Regions from separate parts of the Cricetulus griseus genome. Here region 1 is linked to region 2. A link is a contact called in public Hi-C data. All regions are on one chromosome and are shown on one strand. Each heading gives the region's core, a stretch centred on a gene start, on an enhancer-like site or on the middle of the called end of the contact. The rest is flanking DNA. Distances are from core to core; before and after follow the strand shown.

Evidence for each region. A called contact is a pair of places that touch in the nucleus more often than the background predicts.
Region 1: a Hi-C map of fibroblasts shows a contact between it and region 2, with 2.0 times the contacts expected there. The contact joins the promoter of Ltbp1 here to the enhancer-like site in region 2. A contact is called at or near these places in 2 of 8 Hi-C or Micro-C datasets (fibroblasts and liver).

What each region holds. Positions count from the first base shown.
Region 1 is chr7:8,743,464-8,748,948 of CriGri-PICRH-1.0, reverse strand. It overlaps Ltbp1 (latent-transforming growth factor beta-binding protein 1), which reads left to right and starts at 2,325. Exons shown (of 34, transcript XM_027426077.1): 1 at 2,325-2,815; 2 at 3,786-3,856. The coding sequence starts at 2,340.
Region 2 is chr7:8,667,924-8,673,478 of CriGri-PICRH-1.0, reverse strand. The region is part of intron 3 of Ltbp1 (latent-transforming growth factor beta-binding protein 1); the gene reads left to right. Among named protein-coding and RNA genes, the nearest start is that of Ltbp1, 76 kb to the left of the region's middle. Within about 2 kb of position 2,353, at least 3 of the 6 cell types and tissues checked have open chromatin away from gene starts, as enhancers often do.

The DNA of each region.
Region 1 (5,485 bases), core at 1,076-3,575, 75 kb before region 2:
GTTTATCTTCATCTAATGCTTTATTTAGATCTTGTTTCCCCAACCAGACACAAAGGCTTTGTGCCTTGGGATACTTTGTAGCTCCAGATAGATTCAAGGATGCTGTGTATCTGTATGCCTTTGACTTAGCAGGCCATTGACAGGCATTTGTCTCACAGACATGAGACAGTGCCTTGACCTTGGCTATGGTTCACTTTGACCTGGCTCTGAGGCTGAATTGGAATTACCCTGCACAGAGGGACAAGCTGGTAGGATTGGAAGGGACTTTTCACCCAGCTGGCATGTGTTGAGGAAGCAGGGTTTCTGAGAGCAGAGGCAAAAATGCCTGTTCCCTGTAGTAATTGATATCATTTTAGGCTGGACCCAGGTCTGTTTCTTGGATGACAGTGTCTCTAAGACAGTGCTTTTGAAGGAAGTGGGTGTTCAAGTAGCTGGCCTTGAGGCCCACTCTTCTCAATTCAAACACTTGCCAGTATTTCTGCAATGCACAGAGAAAAGTAGGCCAAGAGATTCCTCAACTTGAAATGATTTCTTTTCATCTTCAATACTTCTTAAATCATTCTCACTTGCTTTCAGTTGTCCCTAGCTGATGTATGGAAAGACAGCAAATTTAAGATAATCAAAATTATTAATACAAGAGAAAACCAAAGCCTGGGAAAAGACCCGTCTTTGTTTCTGTTTTAAAATTTTTGTCTATTTTATGTGTATCACTGTTTTGTTTGCATATGTATATGGGCATCTAGAGGTCAGAAGGGGGCATCAAATCACCTGGCAATGCAGTTATAGATGGTTGTGAACCAACATGTGGGTGCTGGGAATCCAATCCAGGTCCTCTGAAAGAGCAGCCAGTGCTCTTAACCACTGACCAGTCCTTTTTTAATATATATAGTTATTATCATGGATTTTTGATTTCAGGCATGTAGTAACAGCATGCATTGTGTTGATAACATTGTTTTAATTCAGATGTTAGCAGTAAAGATGTCATTTTCTGTTTTTTTCCAAAACTCTCTTTCACCCCCCAACCACACACACACACACACACACACACACACACACACACACACAAACACACACAGAGACACACATATACACACACACACACAGAGACACATATACACACGCATCTACAGACACACACTGACACACAGACACACACAGACACACACAGACACACACACAGACACACACACAGACACACACACAGACACACAGACAGACAGACAGACACACACACACACACACACAGACACACACACACACACACACACACACACACACACACACACACACACACACACACACACACACACACACACACACACACACACACACACACACACACACACACACACACACACACACACACACACACACACACACACACACACACACACACACACACACACACACACACACACTAAATGTTCCACTCTACAAGGACCAGGTCAGCCTCTGCCGTTTTCTTCGTCTACACGGGCGCCCCCTGCTGCCCTCCCTGTTTTCTCGATCTTCCAATGCCAGAATCAGGGTACCACCAAGCCACCCGGAATCATCCTAAAGAGAACCATCCTTCGGTCTAAAAACTCTAATCACTTTCCAATGGACAGCTCAGCCTACCTCGGATAGTCTTTAAGGGGGTCCGACCTAGTATTTTAATCCAACTCCTGCCGACAGTATCCGAGCAAACTCGGGTAAGAAAGTGCATGAGCTTCCAGCCCGCATCTATAGGCTGCTAGGAAAGGGCTATTCAGCTTCCTTGCCGAGCTCTTTGTCTTCTCCTGGGATTGGAGACCGAGGACTCGGGAAGCAGGGACCTCAGTCCACCCGACCCATAGCCCCAATCTCTGGATGCGGAGGGTGGTGGCTAGTTCTCCGGCTCATCTCAAGCTTTCCCCAATTAGGATTTGCTGCCTGACGTCACGTCTGCCGCAGATTGGCTGTTCAGATCTGACACACGGCTCCACCAGGGAGAAGAAACTTTTAAAAGACTTTGCAGCCGGGGCTGCCTCCGAGCGTCCAGCGCTCACGATCGTCCTCTTCCCACTTCGCGGGTCGGCGCCTGTGGCACCCCGGCCGCACCCCGCGACACCCCTGCTGAGCCAGGGGACCCTCACCTTGCGCAGCCCGCCCCCTCCCCAACTCCCCACCCTATTCCCGCCCCCTGCTCGCCACCGCTGCCGGCTGGGGTCCGCTGCCGCTCAGCCGCCCGCAAAGCTCCCTCCACTGCGGCCACCCAATCGACCTCCACCCCGCTGCGTCCGGGCTCTCCGCGGAGTCCTCGGGGATACGGAGCGAGCGCGCCGGGGCAGGGCGAGCCGCGCGGCCGGAGACTGCCCGCGATGGCGGGAGCCTGGCTCAGGTGGGGACTCCTGCTCTGGGCAGGGCTGCTAGCGTGGTCTGCGCACGGCCGGGTGCGGAGGATCACGTACGTGGTGCGCCCGGGCCCGGGGCTGGCGGCCGGAGCCCTGCCTCTGTCTGGGCCCCCACGGACCTTCAACGTCGCCCTGGACGCCAGGTACAGCCGCAGCTCATCGTTAACCTCCAGCCGCTCCTTGGCCGGGCCCCCAGCCGAGCGGACCCGGCGCACCAGCCAGCCTGGCGGCGCGGCCCTGCCTGGGCTGCGATCACCGCTGCCACCCGAGCCCGCGCGTCCGGGGGCGCCGGGCCGGCAGTTCCACTCCAAGGCCGGTGCTCAGCCGGCGGTCACCCGCTTCGCCAAACATGGCAGGCAAACCGTGCGCTCCAAAGTGCCGCAGGACACCCAGAGCGCCGGGGGCTCCAGGCTGCAGGTTCAGCAGAAGCAGCAGTTGCAGGGGTAAGCCCACGCTCTGCCCCGCTCGCGCGCGGGGACCCGCCGGGACTCGGGGACTGTCTCCTCCCCACCGGGGGCGCTGCGGGAAGGGGCGAGAGCGGGGGAAGCCCGCTCACTTTTCCTGGCGTTTAACTCCGAGTGCATTGTTTCGGAGCTGCGGGGGAAACACAAAAGGCATTTATTTCTTCCCCGGGGCGTAACCTCCTGTGCGCAAACCCTTCTGCTGCTAGACTATGGGCGTAAACATGAAGTCACTAGAGCTTAATCCCAAGGCATCAATTAAACTTCTTACAACTGGGTTTTTATTTTGGTTTACCCAAAGAAAAGGGGATTGTGAGTAAAAGTTGGCTTTAAAGACCCAGCTCTCCTTGGGCATCCAGGAAATTGTAGACTTGGGTTTCCTGGCACCTGTGGGGTCGGCGGTCCTACGGTGGTAGGAGTTGGGGTTAGTGACACTCTTGGCACGAACAGCAGTGGGGCTTGGAAAGTTTTGTGATTCGGTATCCCCACTGCACTGCCTTCTCCCCATCAATCACAAGTTGGGGTGGGGGAGACTTAATTTGGACGTTTGACTTTTCTCCTCCTGCAGGGCTGGATTCCCTGAGGGTGATCTCACTTTTCTTCCTTTTTTTTTTTTTTTTTTTTCGGGGTGTGTGTGCTTCCCTCTGAAGCCAAGTGGACCCAGAGAATATGCAAACTACGTTTGACTCTTAATTTGGGGGTTAAGACAACCATTAGTTTGGATTTTTATTCATCCTTGGTATGAAGTGAGCTTTGGCTCCTTCATCCTTCGCAGGTGAATGGTTCCTTACCCTTCCATTTGGGCAGCTTTGGGTTGGGCATCCCGAGTACTGTTCCAGCTCTGTAATCCAGAGGAATGTGGAAGCAAGGATTGGCTTTCCAGGAACACTCTGATAGCTTGAGTTCTTGGGAAGGGAGCATCGCTGGACTCAGGGGTCTCGTTTTGTTTCAGAATCAATGTCTGTGGAGGGCAGTGCTGCCTTGGCTGGAGTAAGGCTCCTGGCTCTCAGAGGTGCACCAAACGTAAGTGATTGTACTCACAGCGGCCTCGCACAATGGGCCAGGTGGGGTGGGGTGGGGGTGGGGGTTTCTACAGGGGCCTCTTGAAGAGGCAGGCGCTGCCCTGGGAAGTTGAAATCTGGAATACAGTCCACCTGCAGCCTGTATAACCATCAAGGAAGGACTGGGTTAAGCGGGCCCACTAGCATTATGTTATCCAAGATTCCTCGGCTCTCACCCAGGAGCTCATCACTGTCTCATCTGAGTCAAATGCTAGGGGGGAAAATCCCATTTGAGGTAGTCTGTGTGCCAGACCAATATGATTAATTTAAACATGGCACCAACAAATAAGCATTCTTTAACGTGGTGACAGAAGAGGCATGGAAAGTCGAGTTCCTTTCCTGGAATATGGCAGGGACAGTTGTGGTACTGGGGACTGAGTTTAAGGTTACCCAGGTGCTGAGCAAGCTCTCTACCAATGAGCTATTAATACATTGTGCATCAATATACACAGCCACCCGCCCCCCTTTCTAGAATTACAGACTTAGTCTAAGCAGTCCCAACACTAAAAGTTTATAAAGCTTTCTGGAAAGAGCTACCTGCATCCTCCATCCTTGTGGTTCAGTTCTTTTCCAGAATCTTCCTGCACTTGGTGTTTTCCCAGTTAATATGCATGCTTAATGGTATCATTTTATTAATAATACATATAGATATGAGAAGACTGAAGAATATTTATTATAAACATTGTAAAGTTAAAGATGAAGAATAAAAAATTCTGAGAATAAAAAAAAATTTACTTCCATCCTAGGAAAAGTAAACATTAAAATTTTTATTATTTTTTTTTAAATTGTGTGTATGGGTGTTTTACCTGTATGTATGTCTGTGTACTGTGTATGTGCCTATTATATGTAGAGGCCAGAAGAGGGCGTCAGGTCCCCCAGAACTAGAGTTATAGATATTATGAGCCATCACGTGAGTGCTGGGACCTGCAATCATTCTGGTGGCCTTGTTTGCTGACAGATGCCTTTAGTTCCTGAGGTCAACAGAGGGGCTTTTAAGTGAATGAAAAGGACCCTTCTCTGTGTTTTGGTATTCAGGCTATGATCAAGGAGTAATGGTTGACTTAAAGATCTCTGGTGGGCCAAACTCCAGCTGCTAGTCAGAACTGCTTTGGTTTGTAGGCATTGTAAGTTAAATGTATATGTTTATTTAAACCAGGCTGGCCTTGAACTCACAGAGATCTTGAACTCCCAAGTGCTGGGATTAAAGGTGTGTGTCATCAATACCTAGCTCTGTTTTTCTGTTCTTAAATTCTTAGATTACACTTGATAGGACTGGCAGATGTGGCAGCAACATTATCCTGTGTTGCGATTCCTTCTCCTAGTAACTGCATCTACCGCAGAGCTACTATGAGAGGTTCGGCCTGTAGCATGGTGGGTAACCCTCTGACAGCACTGAAGCAGTGACTATTGCTGTGTGAGGGTTGAACATACGGGGCAGGTGTTGGGGAGATAGCTTACTTGTGAAGTGATTACCATGCAAGCATAAAGGCTGGAGTTTGATCCCTAGATCCTGCCTTTAAAAGGTGAGGCGAAGATCCCTGGAGCTCACTGGCTAGTCAGCCTGGCCTAATTGGTAAGTTCCAGGCCAATA
Region 2 (5,555 bases), core at 1,104-3,603:
TCTGTGGGCCACTCAGTCCAGGTGACGTCTACATGATAGAAATAACAGTATTGCCTCAGAATTTGAAACACTTTCCAAACCAAGTGAAAAAGTGCTGTTTCTTAAAAATAAGAAACAAACCCCACATATCTTCATGTTCAAAGTAATTTAAGTTATTTATAAAAAATAAAGAAATAATCAAGCTTGCAGCTATTTCTTCTGGATTGAAATCCTTCCTCCTGGAAGGAGCCTCCTTAAGACTCAGGAAGTAAATGAAACTTACAAGATTCAGGATGTAAGCACAATGTACAAATCCCAGGAAGTTCCTGAAGTTTAGGAGAATCACAAGCCCCCTCCCCATAAGCAGTTAAAGTTGTTAGGGAGAGGAATAGCCAAATTGCCTGCAGGTATAAATTGTTCTCATGCTAGTGTGGGCTTTCTAGTGATGTGGTTGCCTTTGAGCCAACCATACTTCTGTAACAGACTCATTGGTTCACTAAGATAGCCTAGGAGAGAGTAATTTCTTTGGTATTTTATTAATGCCTTGTTTAGGGTGGAAAGACATTTGTTCATGTTCCCCAAAGAAAGGTCTCACAGCATAGCTCTGTTAGCAAGTCTTTGACAAAAACACACAAAGCAAAACCAAACCCAAAATAATTGGGAATTTTCAGTCTCACATATATCGTTATTTCACATGTGTTATGCTAATAGCTAATATAAATATTCTTTCATTTCAACAAATGAGGGATAGCTGGGATTTTTGTTTCTTTTTCTTCATATTATTTCTAGAATAATTTAATAAAAGTAACTACTTTGTGCTTTTAATTTTAAACATTTATTTTTATGTGCATGAGTGTTTTGCCTGTATGTACACATGTCCTGGTACCTATTGAGACCGGAAGAGGATGCTGGATCCCCTGGAACTAGAGCTACAGACAGTTGCAAATTGCCATGTTGGTGCTAGGAACGGAATCGGGGCCCTCTATAAGAATAAAGATTGCTCAAAACCTCTGAGCCATCCCTTTAGCCCCCAGAGCTATATTTTTAAAGGAAAAAAATTTCATTCTATGTATGCCTTCTAATAAAATCACATATTTGTCATACTCTGTCAAAATCTAGCACTGGTGTTGATGGCCCCAGAATCAGTGAGTGATTTACTGAATCCTTCCTTGTGTGTACCAGGTTCTGTTTTAGATCATAGATGTAGTATGTGCAGTGTAACTGAATGTTAGCTTTAAAAACTAATTGCTTCTAGGAAGCAAGGAGGTCCCCAGGAGAAGGGGAAAGGGACAAGATCTCCTGAGCAAATTGGGAGCATGGGGGGAGGGGAAAGGGAGCTAGGAGAATGAGAAGGGGAGAAGAGGAGGGGTGAGGAGGACATGAGGGAGCAGGAAGGTTGAGTTGGGGGAAGAATAGAGGAGAGCAAGATAAGAGATACCAAAATAAAGGGAGACATTATGGGTTTAAAGAGAAATCAGGAACTAGGGAAATGTCTGGAGAGCTACAAAGATGACACCAACTAACAATCTAAGCAACAGAGGAGAGGCTACCTTAAATGCCCTCTCCTGATAATGAGATTGGCTAATTCATATGCTATCATATAGCCTTCATCCAGCAGGTGGTGGAAGAAGTAGACACCCACAGCTAAACACTGAACTGAACTGGAATCCAGTTGCAGAGAAGAAGGAGTAAAGAACAAAGGGGTCCATACCAGGCTGGTGAAACCCACAGAAACAGCTGACCTGAGCAAGAGGGAGCTCTTGGTCCCCAGACTGATCACTGGGAAACCAGCATGGAACTGATCCAGACCCCATGAACGTGGGTGTCAGTGAGGAGACCTCAGAAATCTGTGGGGCCTCTTGTAGTAGATCAGTACTTATCCCTAGCATATGAATGGGCTTTGGGAGCCCATTCCACATAGAGGGATACTCTCTGAGCCTAGACACACAGGGAGAGGGCCCAGGCCCTATCCCAAGGATATGACAGACCCTCTATGGAAGGCCTCACTCTCCCTGGGGAGCAGAAAGGGTTATGGGATAGGTAGGGTGTTAGTTGGGGGTGGGCAGGGGAGGAGAGGAGGGAGAGGGAACTGGGATTGACATGTAAAACAAACAATCTTGTTTCTAATTCAAATAAAAAAAATGGAGAAAAACAAAACAAAATAAAAACAAAAAACTAATTGCTTCTAGATGCCTTAGTGTGGCCAACAAGGCCAGTTAGGTGAGAGAATGGAAGAGATTCTGCTGCTCAGGAACACTGTAGCATTGGTGTAGGAATTAGTTGCCACTGAAGGGCTCCTGCAAAGGGACTCTGAGACTGTGCTGCTCTTATCCTGGAAGAAAGGCTTCTGAAAGCTGTGGCTGCCACTGGGCTGGCTTCTTTTTGTATGGAGACACTGCCTCTAGTGTTGAGGAAAGTAATACCTTCTAGAAAATAGTACAAGATTATGGTGTTATCTTGAAAGTGAGTTGGTTCTTGATGTCTGCTGTATAGTAGATCCCAGATGAATAAAATACTGCACATAGCTTTGGCTTTATTCTGCATATAGGCAAGTTAAGTCTTTAATGGTGTACCTCAGAGGCCCCAGGATGTGCAATAAGCTTGCTTTCTACAAGTCTAGGGGCTGCTGGCCTGATCTTGGTCCAGAGCTCTGAGGGGCATAGAATGCATGTGGTGTGTATAATAGCTGTCCTTGATGGCTCTAAGGCATGTTTCCCCCTCAGGCGCCATTTTTTTTCCTTTATTCTTCTGGATTGTTTTTGAGGTCCTGACCACATGAAATTACACATGGACAGAGTTAGAAGACAGGCAATATTTGATAGTTGGTTGCTTTTTTTTTAAGGCTAAAATTCATTTATTTCTCAGATTATCTTAGAATCAATGAAAATGGAAGTGACTACTGGATCCATCAAGGACCCCTGAAAATGCTAGTGGGTGTTAGTATAGTTAAGATAGCTGAACTTTAAATGTCTAAATGAATACTTAGAACGATGGTGGAATTATTGAGAGTTTTTTTGGTTTGCTTTTTTGTTTGTTTTTTGGGTTTTTTTGGTCAGCTGGGCTGCTACTGAGGGTTTTGTTATGGGAATGCATATAAACTATTTATAAACTTGCTTAATGCAGTTATGCTTTAATGTTTGGAGTTTAAAGTCTGCGCGGATCCAAAACTGGATTTAGTATTCCATATCATGTTAAGATGATGACAGGCCACGGGAGCATGGGACAAGGCTGGCACGCTTTCAAAGACATTCCACCTCGGTCTGGGTACCATAATAAACAGAAATGCAGTTTCTCCAATCTGTTATACATACAATGTGTGGAACAGTTTGGAAGTGGTGTTTTTTTTTTTTTTTAATTCCTTTTATTTTCTTTCTTTCCTCCTCCTTTCTCTTCTTCCTCCTCTTTTTTTTCCTTTTTCTTTTTGAGGCACTCTTGTTCTAGCTGATTATGTATAGGACTGGAAATAGTATCTGGTAAAAAGAGATGTTAGCTTTGACATTTTCTTTTATGAACATCAGTGGCAGTCGGCTTGTGAAGGGCCTTGCATTAGGAAACGAGGGTGTAATTTGCACATGTACGATTTTGCTATCGGGCAGCAGGTGGCAAGCTTTGCTTTCCAGTGTTCCTTGGTCTTATTTTTTTATACCACGGATGCCAAGATCTGAAGAGGGTGGTTTGAGTCCACTGGAACATGTCATTTCTTGGCAGTGCAACCTTGAACCTCCTCTTTACTCACTGTGGGTAATTGCCTTTCTTTGGATACCGTGGCCAACTTTCAGTTCCCCTTGGTGCAGATGGGTAGGAGGATTTAATTCATATGAGCAATGCTTTATCCTCTTGTGATTTTAGCAACATGTTCCTAATAGAGAAAATAGATTAGAAACAAATGAGTTTAAGGCAGGCCCCATGTGATTTATATGGATTTGGTTGTGTCATTTTCATTTAATAATGAGAGAGAGAGAGAGAGAGAGAGAGAGAGAGAGAGAGAGAGAGTTGTTTTTGCTTTGATTAAAAAAAAAAACCACTTCTAACTAGCTAAGTACCTTGCTGTGGATGTGAGAGGTAAGGGGATCTCAACTGTGTTCTAGGAAAGTATTTGAAAATCAGGAAGAAAAATACACTCCAAGATCAGGATGGCAAATAGGTCCTCTTATGCTATACCGTGTGTTTATTTCAGATTTGAAAGCAAGGATCTGAGGACCTTGTACATATGCTCCTTGCACACGTTCCTTGCATAGTTACTTTGCCATGGAGCTACTCCCCACGCCCTAGAATTTGAATTTTAAATCTAGAAAGGACTTTATGCTTGGAGAGGAGAATCATGAAGAGGCAGGTACCAAATCCTTCTCTGGCCCATTTGTGTATGCTTTTCTATATTAAAAGTCACGTTTCAGATTATGTTATGTGTTATTAAGAATAGAAAATAATGAACAAAGTCCCTGATCACTGTAAGTGCTTATGAGTCCCTCAGCCTGTCACCATCAGCCCTGTCTTTCCTAGGCCATTTGTTAGAGTTTAGTTCACACGGAGTATACTTTGCATTAATTTGTTTTGTATATGTTCTTGGCTTTCTTTTTCCTGTGTGGGCTCTGCATTTTAATTTTTTTGTTCAAACATATATTATCTATAAGCAGATACACAGTGTATAAGGCTTGTAAGAAACACCAAGCATGTGTTTGCTTCCTAAGTGAGACCCCGCAATGCTGGGCATTTCCTTAGAGGTCTGCTATGTGACTCTTCATTATCTCTTTACCCTGTCCTTCCCCGCAAAGTAATTCCTGCCTATCCTTGCCTGCCTCACAGATACCTAGGCATTTTAGGACATGGCTCTGCAGTATTTTGCAAGCCAGCTTTTGGATGTAAGGTATTCCTCTTGCAGCTGGCATTCAGGCTCCCAGATTTTCTCCTGCTGTTGTATTGAGTAAGAGAGAGCTATTATTAATTCTTATGAAAGATGTCTGGGTTGTTTTCAGTGTCTGACCACTTACTGCATGGTTATGGAGAACGGCTTTGCATCAATCTTATATTACACACTGTTTTCTTTTTTTTTTTTTCAAAAAGTTTTTATAAATTGAAATAGGGATCAAAATGTTTCCCTTATGTTAAGGATTAGTCTTGTTTCATGAAACATGTATTTTAGATGCCCATACTCTCAATGCAATGCCCCTCTTGTAGTGACTTCTTACCAACCGCATTGCAAAGTTCTTTGGCTGTGGTAGCAATGTTAGCCACATCTTCTTCATAAGCAGTAGTTATTTTTTCTTCTCTTGATGCTATAAAAGCTTTTTGGACTCATTTTAATGCATGGGAGGTTGATTTTTGAGTGATGTGACTTCTGTTTCTATGGGGGTTACCTGTCGTCTTGGCACCGTTTATTGAATGGTGATTCCTTCCCCAGTCTGTGTGGCTTTTGCTATCATTGTGCTTATGTTTCATGCATGTTCGGGGATCTTTCTGGGTCCTGTACTCTGATGTGCTGGTATTTCCTCTAACTTTGGGCCACACTAGGCCAGTCTATTCCACAACTATGTATGTAGCCAGTCATGGTAGGAAAGTCCTTGCTTTGGATCCCTCTT